3 separate regions of the Mus musculus genome follow, and all the other regions are linked to region 3. The links are chromatin contacts, called in public Hi-C maps. All regions are on one chromosome and are shown on one strand. Each heading gives the region's core, a stretch centred on a gene start, on an enhancer-like site or on the middle of the called end of the contact. The rest is flanking DNA. Distances are from core to core; before and after follow the strand shown. Region 1 has its middle 58 kb from the start of Dclk3. Region 2 has its middle 25 kb from the start of Gm36088. Region 3 has its middle 56 kb from the start of Stac.

Region 1 (3,332 bases), core at 325-2,824, 250 kb after region 3:
ATATTTATTGAATGTGTCTGTGTGCTTGGCCTATCTATATGTCTATGCATTGTATATGTCCAGTGTGTGAGGAGGCCAGAAGATGGTGTCAGATCCCCTGGAATGGAAGTTACACATGGTTGTGAGCCATCATGCCGGTACTGAGAATTGAACCTGGGCCTTCTAGAAGAGCAGTCCGTGATCTTGGAGCCATCTCTCCAACACAAAATCTCAACATTTCTAAGGTACTGCCATATGCAGGAATAAAAACATATTTTCATCATACAATGATTCGCTAACAATTTTTCAGCATGTGGAAACACAGCTCTAGGGTTGTGATCAATAGAATCGATGTTTTGGATATGTCTAGCTCATTTTAGTTTTCTAATCTTAAAATGTTGGCTGACCCTTAGCTATTTTTAAAGGTTGCAGCGGTACACGGGTCTCTTGTCTGTCAGCAGCTGCTATTAGGGGAAAAAAATGTACAATATGAGCAGTTCAATCTCAAGATCTTATCTCTTCCTTCATGCTGGCCAGTTCTAAGTTAGCCTGATCTAATCTTTTCCCGACCCAAGAATTGGGGCTGTGGGTGAGAGAAAGAGCGAGCAGTGGGGAGGGAAGAAGGGAGAGAGAAGAGATGGAAGAGAAAAGAAAAAAGTACAAGAGGAAAGAAGGAGAGAAAGACTGATGCTCTCGGGTTGATGTCCAAGCCCAACCTTCTTTTTCTATTTATCTATCTCAATTTCTATCTCACGCCCTCTCTCCTTTCCCTCCCTCTCTCAGAGAATAAGCACAAATAAACCCAAAGGACTCAAAGCCCTCAGGTGTGGCAGCCCTCGGGTGTGGCCGTAGCTTACAGCTGACTCCACATCACCCGCCTACCACCCTGCCAAAGAATCCCCAATAGCAAATGCAACCCAAACTTGTGCCCTACTGAACCCAGAAAATGTGTTTCCAAGAAGCAATTTGACAGATCCATCTTAACTTTGAGAACACGTCTCTCTGGCTTGCTCAGTGTCTATGGCAAAGCAGACATTTTTAAAATGCAAATAGCATGCTTGTACTTTTCTGTGAACTTCTGTTCCTAAGCTCCTTCTGCAGCCCCTCTCCAACCTTAATCATCCTTCCAACTGTAAGCCTTTTCTCGTGACAGCCCCTCCTCTGAAGTCCTCTTCACCTCTGACTCCAGCACTGCCCACCCTGGCCCCTGGTCCAGCCACCCTGGCTTTCACCCTGCCCTGGGATGGAATCAGGCTATGCCAGGGCCGAGCGCTGTAGAGGCTTTTTATCACCACAAGCAAGAACATCTTGTTCTGATGATACAGCCCTTATCTGTCAGACAGAAATATCCCGATTTGAGACATTAAACCCAGCAAGGCAGAAAATGAGAAAGATGCTAAGCCAGATTGTCAGAAAAGCATTCATCAGAAACCAATAATAGCTACAGTCCCTAGGGTACAAGGTCAGGAGCATGAGCAGCAAGGCATTGTTGTGCACAAGCAAAACTCTACCCTTCCTGATCCAAGCAATGCTACTTCCAAGGCCAGCCACGGCTCAGCGACTCACACGGGAAAGGTGGCCTGCAGTGCTGTATGCAGCGCCACCTGGTGGCTATTTAGTGAGCTGCCAGGCTGCCCAGCCTGAAGTCTATCAGGAACACTTACCTGTTCACCCTTGCTCATTTGTCAAGATGTCACCGGCCCTGGTAGTAAGGGAAAACTCAAAAAACCCTAGTTTAACTTCAAATAAAGTAATTTACTCAGCTTCTTGGCTAAGGTAGATTAAGTCTGAACTCCGGGGCAATAAAATGCTCACCATGCAAGCATTCAGATCTGAACTCAAGCCAAGAACCCCTTCTAAGGAGCTGCACGTGGTGGTGTGTACTTGTATCTCATCACTGAAGAGGTAAGAGCAGGTGGATCCTGGGGCCCATTAGCTGGCCAGCCTATGGGACCCCGGGTCAATTGAGAGGCCTTGTCTCAAATGACAAAGTAGACAGGACCTGAGGCTATCCTCTGGCTCCACACTCACCTGTACACACACACACACACACACACACACACACACACACACAGAGGCACACACAAACACACACACACACTTCAGATTCTTATTAGGATGTCCACAGAGATTCTTTACTTAGTTAAGGATAGGGCACTAGTATCTCCAGCTAGCGGTGTTCACAATAGCCATGATAATGTACAATCCTAACCAGGGTAATCCTGGCAGACAAGACAGGCACACTGTTCTGGAAAGTGCTCTGGAGTCTGCTTTAGTGTAGTCTACTTTGCCCACTTCAGAGCAGGCAAAGCAGGTCAGTAGGCTCTGCAGACCCACAGCTGGGAGGCTCGTTGTAAGCCTCTAGCTTTCTCTGCTCCCGGTTGCCTTTGTCTCCTTGGGTTCCTATAGGAGCTCTTTGGGTTCCTTGGCCTTTAGGATGTTTGGCAAAAAAAAAGATGAAGAACCAACTTGGGGGTCAAAGTTTGTCCTTTTCCTGCCTTAGCAATGAGGAGATACTGATGTCCCAGAGCTGGGGGAGGGGCTGCTGAGCGACAGTGCCAGGCAGAGTCACTGCTCTCAGGAGCATCTCTAAGGCTCTCAGGCATCAGGCAGTGAGACATGTGGAGGTCCTAAGACCTTAGGTAGTAACAGGGCAAAAAGAGCTAGGGACCCAGGAACCCAAATGCCAGGGCACCTGGCCTCACCAGATCCTGAGGTGCCCTAAGGGTGGACAATGGGGCAGTCTCAGCAGCTACCTATCCCTGGAAACAGAATGATCCCGGGTTCGTATAAAATAGAGACTGAGAACTACTTTTCACTCTTAAAAGAACAAATACAGAACATAGTCCAAAGGCTCAACAGTAGCCCGGCCTCCTGCCTGGAATGAGTGTGGATGACCCAATACTCCAGTGGGGTACACACCAATTACTCCAATACTGAGGTGGCTGAGGCTGGAGAATTACAAGTTTGACACCAACATGGCTATGTAACAAGACCTTGTCTCAAGCAAAACAGGAAGTTAATAAAATGCATCACCACCTCCTGCCCACTGCAATGCACCAGCAGCAAACTGCATCCTCCACCATCGAGCTCAGCCGCTGCGTCAGTGCGATTCCAAATGCCAGGAGCGCCACCTGCTGCTCAAATGTGGAAAGTCCAGTTTGTCCTTCATCAACATAATCAAGTTCTCTGTAAGATTTTTAAATGATTTGAGGGTGTTTGTTGTTTAAATAATCAAAAAAAAATGTTAACACAAATACACACCAAGTATCAAACTGATTATAGAGAAAATTGGATTCCAACGTAGGGTTTATTTTGCATTTTAGGGGATACTGGGAAATTCTGCCAGAGGT
Region 2 (3,091 bases), core at 421-2,920, 200 kb after region 3:
CCACACCACACCACACCACACCACACACACACACCACACACACACATACCTCCCATATTACAAACAACACACACACACCACTCACACCACAACACACACACGCACACACATACACCACTTACATACCATACACACCACACACAACACTCACACCACACACACATACATACACATACCACAACTAAAACCTAAAATAAATTTTTGCAGTAAAAGGTTTCAGAGCAGCCCTTGAGCCCACACCTCATCAGACTCTGGGCACTGCCACCTCTCTGTTCCTGCTTTCCTCAGACCAAAACTTTCCACCTCTTTCTCCTCCTAATATGACCATGACAGTAGGTGACATTTATTATCAGACACTACACAATCAGTGTCTAACATGCTATGGCTTTGCAGGCCTGGCCCATGAGGACCTAACCTGGAACAGTATCTCGAGATTTCCTGGCTCCGGGTCTGGTTAGCTCACAGAGAAAGCTCATGTGGGAATTGAATTGCAGAAAGGACGCAGCTCCCATTCTCTCAGTGCTCTGAAAATTGGGAGAGGTACATGGCACCTAGGAGCTGGCGCTGTGTGTCCCTCAGTCCCGTGTACCTCTCACCATTAGCTTCTGCACACATAAATGTGACTCAGCTCTGCATGTGAGCACTGAGCTGAGCTTACAGGTAAAACATGCAGGACCCCCTCTGACCCTCAGGAGTTCCCACTGTCCTCACACCCCACCCAGCCGACCTGCCTGGCTATTGGAGTGCTGAATTACCTTTTAAAAATACTGTATTTCTCTCTCTCTCTCTCTCTCTCTCTCTCTATATATATATATATATATATATGTGTGTGTGTGTGTGTGTGTGTGTGTGTGTGTGTGTGTGTGTGTGTGTGTAAGAGGGAGGTAGAGGGAGGAAGGAGAACCAAACAGGACCGTGTGTGTCAGCGTATGCATGTGGATGACAGATGAGAAACTCAGGTGACCTTTGTTTATGTTAAACTGCCTGGCCTGAGGCCTGCTATGGATTCTCCAGTCTCTGCCTTCCATCTCTTCTTTGGAGACCTAGGATTACAGATGAATGCTACAGAGGATTCTGGGAATCCCAACTCAGATCCCACACTAGCACCACACTCAGAGCACTTTATGCACTGAGCCATCTCTCCAGCCTGACACACCCATTTCTTTAGGGCACTGCTCTCAGCCTCTTCTGCAAAGCCAGACTCTGCCATCTCCCACTGGGAGCATCCAGGTTTCTGCCTCAGCTATCCTCTCATAGGAAAGCAGACATAATCACACAGGGCTTGCAAGACAGAGACAAGGCAGGCATGGGAAGACAGGGGAGAGCTAAACAAACAAACAAACACACACACACACACACACACACACACGCATGAGCACACACAAACATATCAAAGGAGCAAGGTCAGAGCCAAGTGACATCTTCAAGATGGAAATAAACTTCCCTAAACAAATGATCAAGATGATTGGTCATTTATAAAATCTTTACAGCTTTTATAAAGAGAAAGGTGTCCAGGTCATAAACCAAATATATGAGGGAGAAACAAAACATGGGTCTTCTAGAGAAAAGAAACCACAAAAGCCACAGCAGGATTGCTGGTGGGGTCAGCTGTTCAGAGAAAAATGGCTCCATTGTGGAGCTGACAGACAGTTGACAGACCCTAGAGCCAAGAAGCCAGACGCCCTGTGGATAATAAATCTACTTTCAGAACCTACAAACTTAGTAGAAGTGGTGACCTAGGAAGGGAGTGCCAAGATCATTGAAACTTGGCACAGAAGATGCATGGACTGTTTGGATGCGGTGCTGTGGATCAGGCTTCTTCATCGCCCATGGCTGCATGGTGAGCTTGGGGACGCTATCTCTAAAACCAAAACAAGACAAAGAAACGGGGGTAGGAGGAGAAAACGAAGAGCTGAGAAAACAGAGAGCTGAGGATGTAGCTCATAAGGTAGAGTGCTTAATATGTTTGTGTGTGCTCATGCGCGCGTGTGTGTGTGTGTGTGTGTGTGTGTGTGTGTGTGTGTGTGTTTGTTTAGCTCTCCCCTGTCTTCCCATGCCTGCCTTGTCTCTGTCTTGCAAGCCCTGTGTGATTACGTCTGCTTTCCTATGAGAAGATAGCTGAGGCAGGACCCTGCACAAAACCAGGTTCAGTCCCACACACCTGCAAGCCCAGCACTCCCGAAGTGGGGCAGGAGGCTCAGAATTCAAAGGCACCCTTGACTAAGGGATCGATCAAGGTCAGTTTGGGATCTGTGAGACCCTTTCTCCAAAAAACAAAAACATGACAAGCGAGATGATTCAATGGGCAAAGGTGCCTGAGCTCAGTTCCAGAGCACACAGACACACACACATCACACACACATCACACACATATCACACATGCTCACACACTTATACACACATACATCACACATACACTCACAAACACACACATCACACACACATGCACACCACACACATATACACACACAAACACACACATCATGCATGCATACACACACATCACACACACACAAACACACACATCATGCACACATACACACACACATCACACATACATACACACACATACACACATACAAAATTTTTAAAAATTAGATACAAGAAAAGACAGGAGCATGCCCTATCTTTATGAACGTCCTGCCAGTTCCTGGTGACTTCTCCTGCTGAGAAGCCAATGGCACTGACTCAGGGATCGGCCTTTGATTAGGTCTCCGGGGAATGAGAGACTGCAATGTTCCAAGAATAAGGCGGAGTCCTGCACCCTGCTTACATACCTACGAACAGGAGCATAAGCAAATGCACTGAGAACTGTAATGTTCAGAACAGACCCAGAAATAAAACATAGCTTTTCAACTCAACAGACTTGGGAGACTCTGCTGACAACTTCTGAAGTGTCCGGCACAGGAGAACCAAGAGTGAAACAAGTAAACAAATAAACTTGTTCCTCTAAAACCAAGTGGCTTGGGAATCCAGGAACTCTATTTTTGAATCTTATGAGTGGAAAATAGCTTTTGCTCAGTGCTGTTTATAACGGCATATTGCTGCTTCAAATGGCATAAAATTAGAAACAGCCGAGATGTGGGGCAAA
Region 3 (2,982 bases), core at 459-2,958:
TTAGAATTTACAGTGTCCCATGAATTTAGGAAATGGTGACTAACAAATGTCTCCAAAATGAAGCATCTAAAAGTATAGTCTGATTTTGTTGTTGTTCTCTGGACATTATTCCTCATCAGACAGTATCCTTCTCAGTGATCTACTTTACAAAAGAATTAATTTCTAAAATTGAGGAAATTTTGTTTTGGCTGTAGCATTATTGAGTAAAAGTAATAGCCCATGTGTGTCATGTTAGATGGGAAAATCAATAAATCATGGGCATACATAGATTCTATGCAGGGCCAATTTGACTTTTAGATAAACGTAGATATACTGTCATAAAAAGAATCCATATGTAGAGCAGTAGACTCATTACTGTCCTAGTTTTGAAGATATTCATATATGGAGGAAGGCTGAGGATGAGATTCAGTTGGTAAAGTGGAGTGATTGTCTAGTATGACTGAAGACCTGGGTTTTATCAGCAGCACCATGTAATCCCTGACATGGTGCCTCATACCTGTAAATACCACCACTCAAGAGTTGGAGACAGGAGGAGGGGGCTAGCTACATAGTGAGTACTTATAAGATATATAAGACTCCTCCCTTTCTCTCACACACACTGATAACACCGTTAATAACGTTTGTATTTCAAATACTGCAATATAAGTGAATTTTTATAAATCGGAACTCTCCTGTGTATACTAAAGGTGAATGTCTGGTATACGAGTAACTAGTGCAATTAAAGCTAAATGAAACTATGTAAATATGGGGGTAGCAATCACTTCTCGGTGTAACAGAGAGGCACGCTGACTTGGTAAGCAGGGAAACGAGACAGTGACATTCAAAAGGAGCTCCTGGGAGTGTTCCTCGTCCTACGCAAAGGGACCCTGGAGACTCTGTCCCTTCATGATGGTCAGAGAGCGAAGTTCCAGAATCCAAAGATGTTGCCACAAGTCTTCCCATCCATCAGTGCAGGAACCAGGTCCCTAATTCACCCACTTTATATGCATTAGTCCCACTGAGAACCGCTCCCAGGAGGACATCAGCCTCCTGCCTTGAACGTGACCAGGCACCCTGAAGAATATGAAATAATTTTGAAGTGCCTCGAAATTCACAAACAGAATGGCAGAAAATTTGGGGAATACATGGAGTGGCCCAGGCCTGATCCTTGGCTCACCCCTCTGGCCATGGCTCAAGACATTGATGATGATGCCGTGTTCTCTCTGCAATGCCAGCTCCATCAGATAACCTAGCCGATGTCAGCCAACTTGTGGACCTTGCAAGGTCCCTGGGGAGCGAGGCCTGGCCTGGCACAATGCCACTGTCTCCTCTTTCTATGAATCAAAAAGTCCATGCCCAGACAGATTCAAGGGATAAGCAGACACGGGCTTCCTCTCGGGTGGGAAAAGTTACATACTTGGTGAGCAGAGTTACCCATAATTGGATTTAAGAAAAAAAAGAAGAGCAATCTGTTCCTACAAACAATAATTTGGCATGGTTCTGTAATCCTCAGGGCACCCTCAAGTCTGAAGATAATCCTTACTTGTAAGGGTGGACAATTAAAAGCAGAGAAACACCTGCATCCCAGGACTGAGACTTGGATTCAGATTCAGGAAAGCCAGAATGAAGGCTCTTGGTGACGATTTCTCAGTACCCAATTCAAAGGCATCCCTTCCCCTTTGCCACTGCAATAAACAAACCAAGCATACCCAAGGGCCTTCCCAGGATCCTCTGGGCGATTAACAGCTCACCTGTGCTGGCCTTAGCCTTCCCATGTAAGGGCTTTCACTTTCTTACTCCGTGAGGATCTAACTTAAGTCTTTACACTTTCCCAGAAAGCACTTTAGAAATGGAAGTACTTCTGGTCATAAATTGCTTTTATCTGTAATGTTTACAAATTTTCAGTCATCCACTACTATTATTCTGATTCCTTTGTTTCACTTGTAGAGTTGTGTAAAAGGCTCCATTTGGAGTCTGGTCTCATGTGAAGGGGTTAACTTTCTCCCAGAGCAGCTAAAAGCAGAGGCTTTGTTGCCAAAGCCACTTAGCCAGCTCTCAGGGTTCTGGCAAATCAGGGTTTTTTTGTCTTGTAAGTGCTAATTTTTAGCTTTAATTTATTCCCATGTCAACCAGCATCAGTACCTGTGACCTGCTCACCTCGTGGGATTCTTTTTATAGCCGCTTCATTAACTGATTCCTATGTTATCCCTTGGGAGCAAGAGATGTTCCTGCTGCTGGCCATGCCCCAGTGCATGAAAGCTGCTGCCAGCAGGGGTTGCCAGCTCTCCCTCTGGGGTGGAGACAGTTCCAGAGAGTGATCTTGGAACTGACTGCTTGCCTTTCTCATCTCCTTATTCTACTGTCCTATTGAGATGTCTTTGCAAACTACATAAAACTTTCAAACATGCCTTAGTTTTGCTACAGAGGCCCGAGAGAATGGCTCACTGAATAAAGCTCTTGTTGCACAAGTAGGAAGACCTCAGCTCAATCCGTAATCCATGTGAAAAGCCAGGTGAAGTGGTGTCAGTTTGTAATCCAAGCATCGGGGAGATGGAGACACATGTGTGTAACACCTGAACATATACATGGCCTGATTTTCAATTTCTCATAGTCTTTGTGTTTAATACGCAAAGATGCAGATTTGAAAAATATTAACTTTATATACTTGTGATGGTTTGTATATGCTTGGCCCAGGGATTGGCACTATTAGAAGGTGTGACCTTATTAGAGTAGGTGTGTCACTATGGGTGTGAGCTTAAGACCCTCATCCTAGCTGCCTGGAAGTTAGTCTTCCACTAGCAACCTTCAGATGAAGATGTAGAACTCTCAGCTCTGCCTGCGCTATGCCTGCCTGGATGCTGCCATGCTCCTACCTTGACAATAATGAACTGAACCTCTGGACCTGTAAGTCAGCCCCAAATAAATGTTGTCCTTATAAGAGTCGCCTTGGTCATGGTATCTATTCACAGCAGTAAAAACCCTAACTAAGACAACACTTTTGGA

Evidence for each region. A called contact is a pair of places that touch in the nucleus more often than the background predicts.
Region 1: a contact with region 3 is called in a Hi-C map of the N1E-115 cell line, with 16 times the contacts expected there. The contact joins two enhancer-like sites. A contact is called at or near these places in 1 of 15 datasets of contacts at CTCF or cohesin (embryonic stem cells), 13 of 484 Hi-C or Micro-C datasets (the N1E-115 cell line, bone marrow-derived macrophages, cardiomyocytes and 9 more), 4 of 115 datasets of contacts at active chromatin or transcription factors (astrocytes and embryonic stem cells) and 1 of 9 other capture datasets (embryonic stem cells).
Region 2: a contact with region 3 is called in a Hi-C map of the N1E-115 cell line, with 3 times the contacts expected there. The contact joins two enhancer-like sites. A contact is called at or near these places in 6 of 484 Hi-C or Micro-C datasets (the N1E-115 cell line, bone marrow-derived macrophages, embryonic stem cells and 2 more) and 1 of 9 other capture datasets (embryonic stem cells).

Annotation. Positions count from the first base shown.
Region 1 is chr9:111,495,508-111,498,839 of GRCm38.p6, reverse strand. No RefSeq gene overlaps it. Among named protein-coding and RNA genes, the nearest start is that of Dclk3, 58 kb to the right of the region's middle. Within about 2 kb of position 1,574, at least 11 of the 459 cell types and tissues checked have an H3K27ac peak or open chromatin away from gene starts, as enhancers often do. A contact at or near this core is called in the N1E-115 cell line, where this site is marked.
Region 2 is chr9:111,547,125-111,550,215 of GRCm38.p6, reverse strand. No RefSeq gene overlaps it. Among named protein-coding and RNA genes, the nearest start is that of Gm36088, 25 kb to the left of the region's middle. Within about 2 kb of position 1,670, at least 4 of the 459 cell types and tissues checked have an H3K27ac peak or open chromatin away from gene starts, as enhancers often do. A contact at or near this core is called in the N1E-115 cell line, where this site is marked.
Region 3 is chr9:111,744,652-111,747,633 of GRCm38.p6, reverse strand. No RefSeq gene overlaps it. Among named protein-coding and RNA genes, the nearest start is that of Stac, 56 kb to the right of the region's middle. Within about 2 kb of position 1,708, at least 3 of the 459 cell types and tissues checked have an H3K27ac peak or open chromatin away from gene starts, as enhancers often do. A contact at or near this core is called in the N1E-115 cell line, where this site is marked.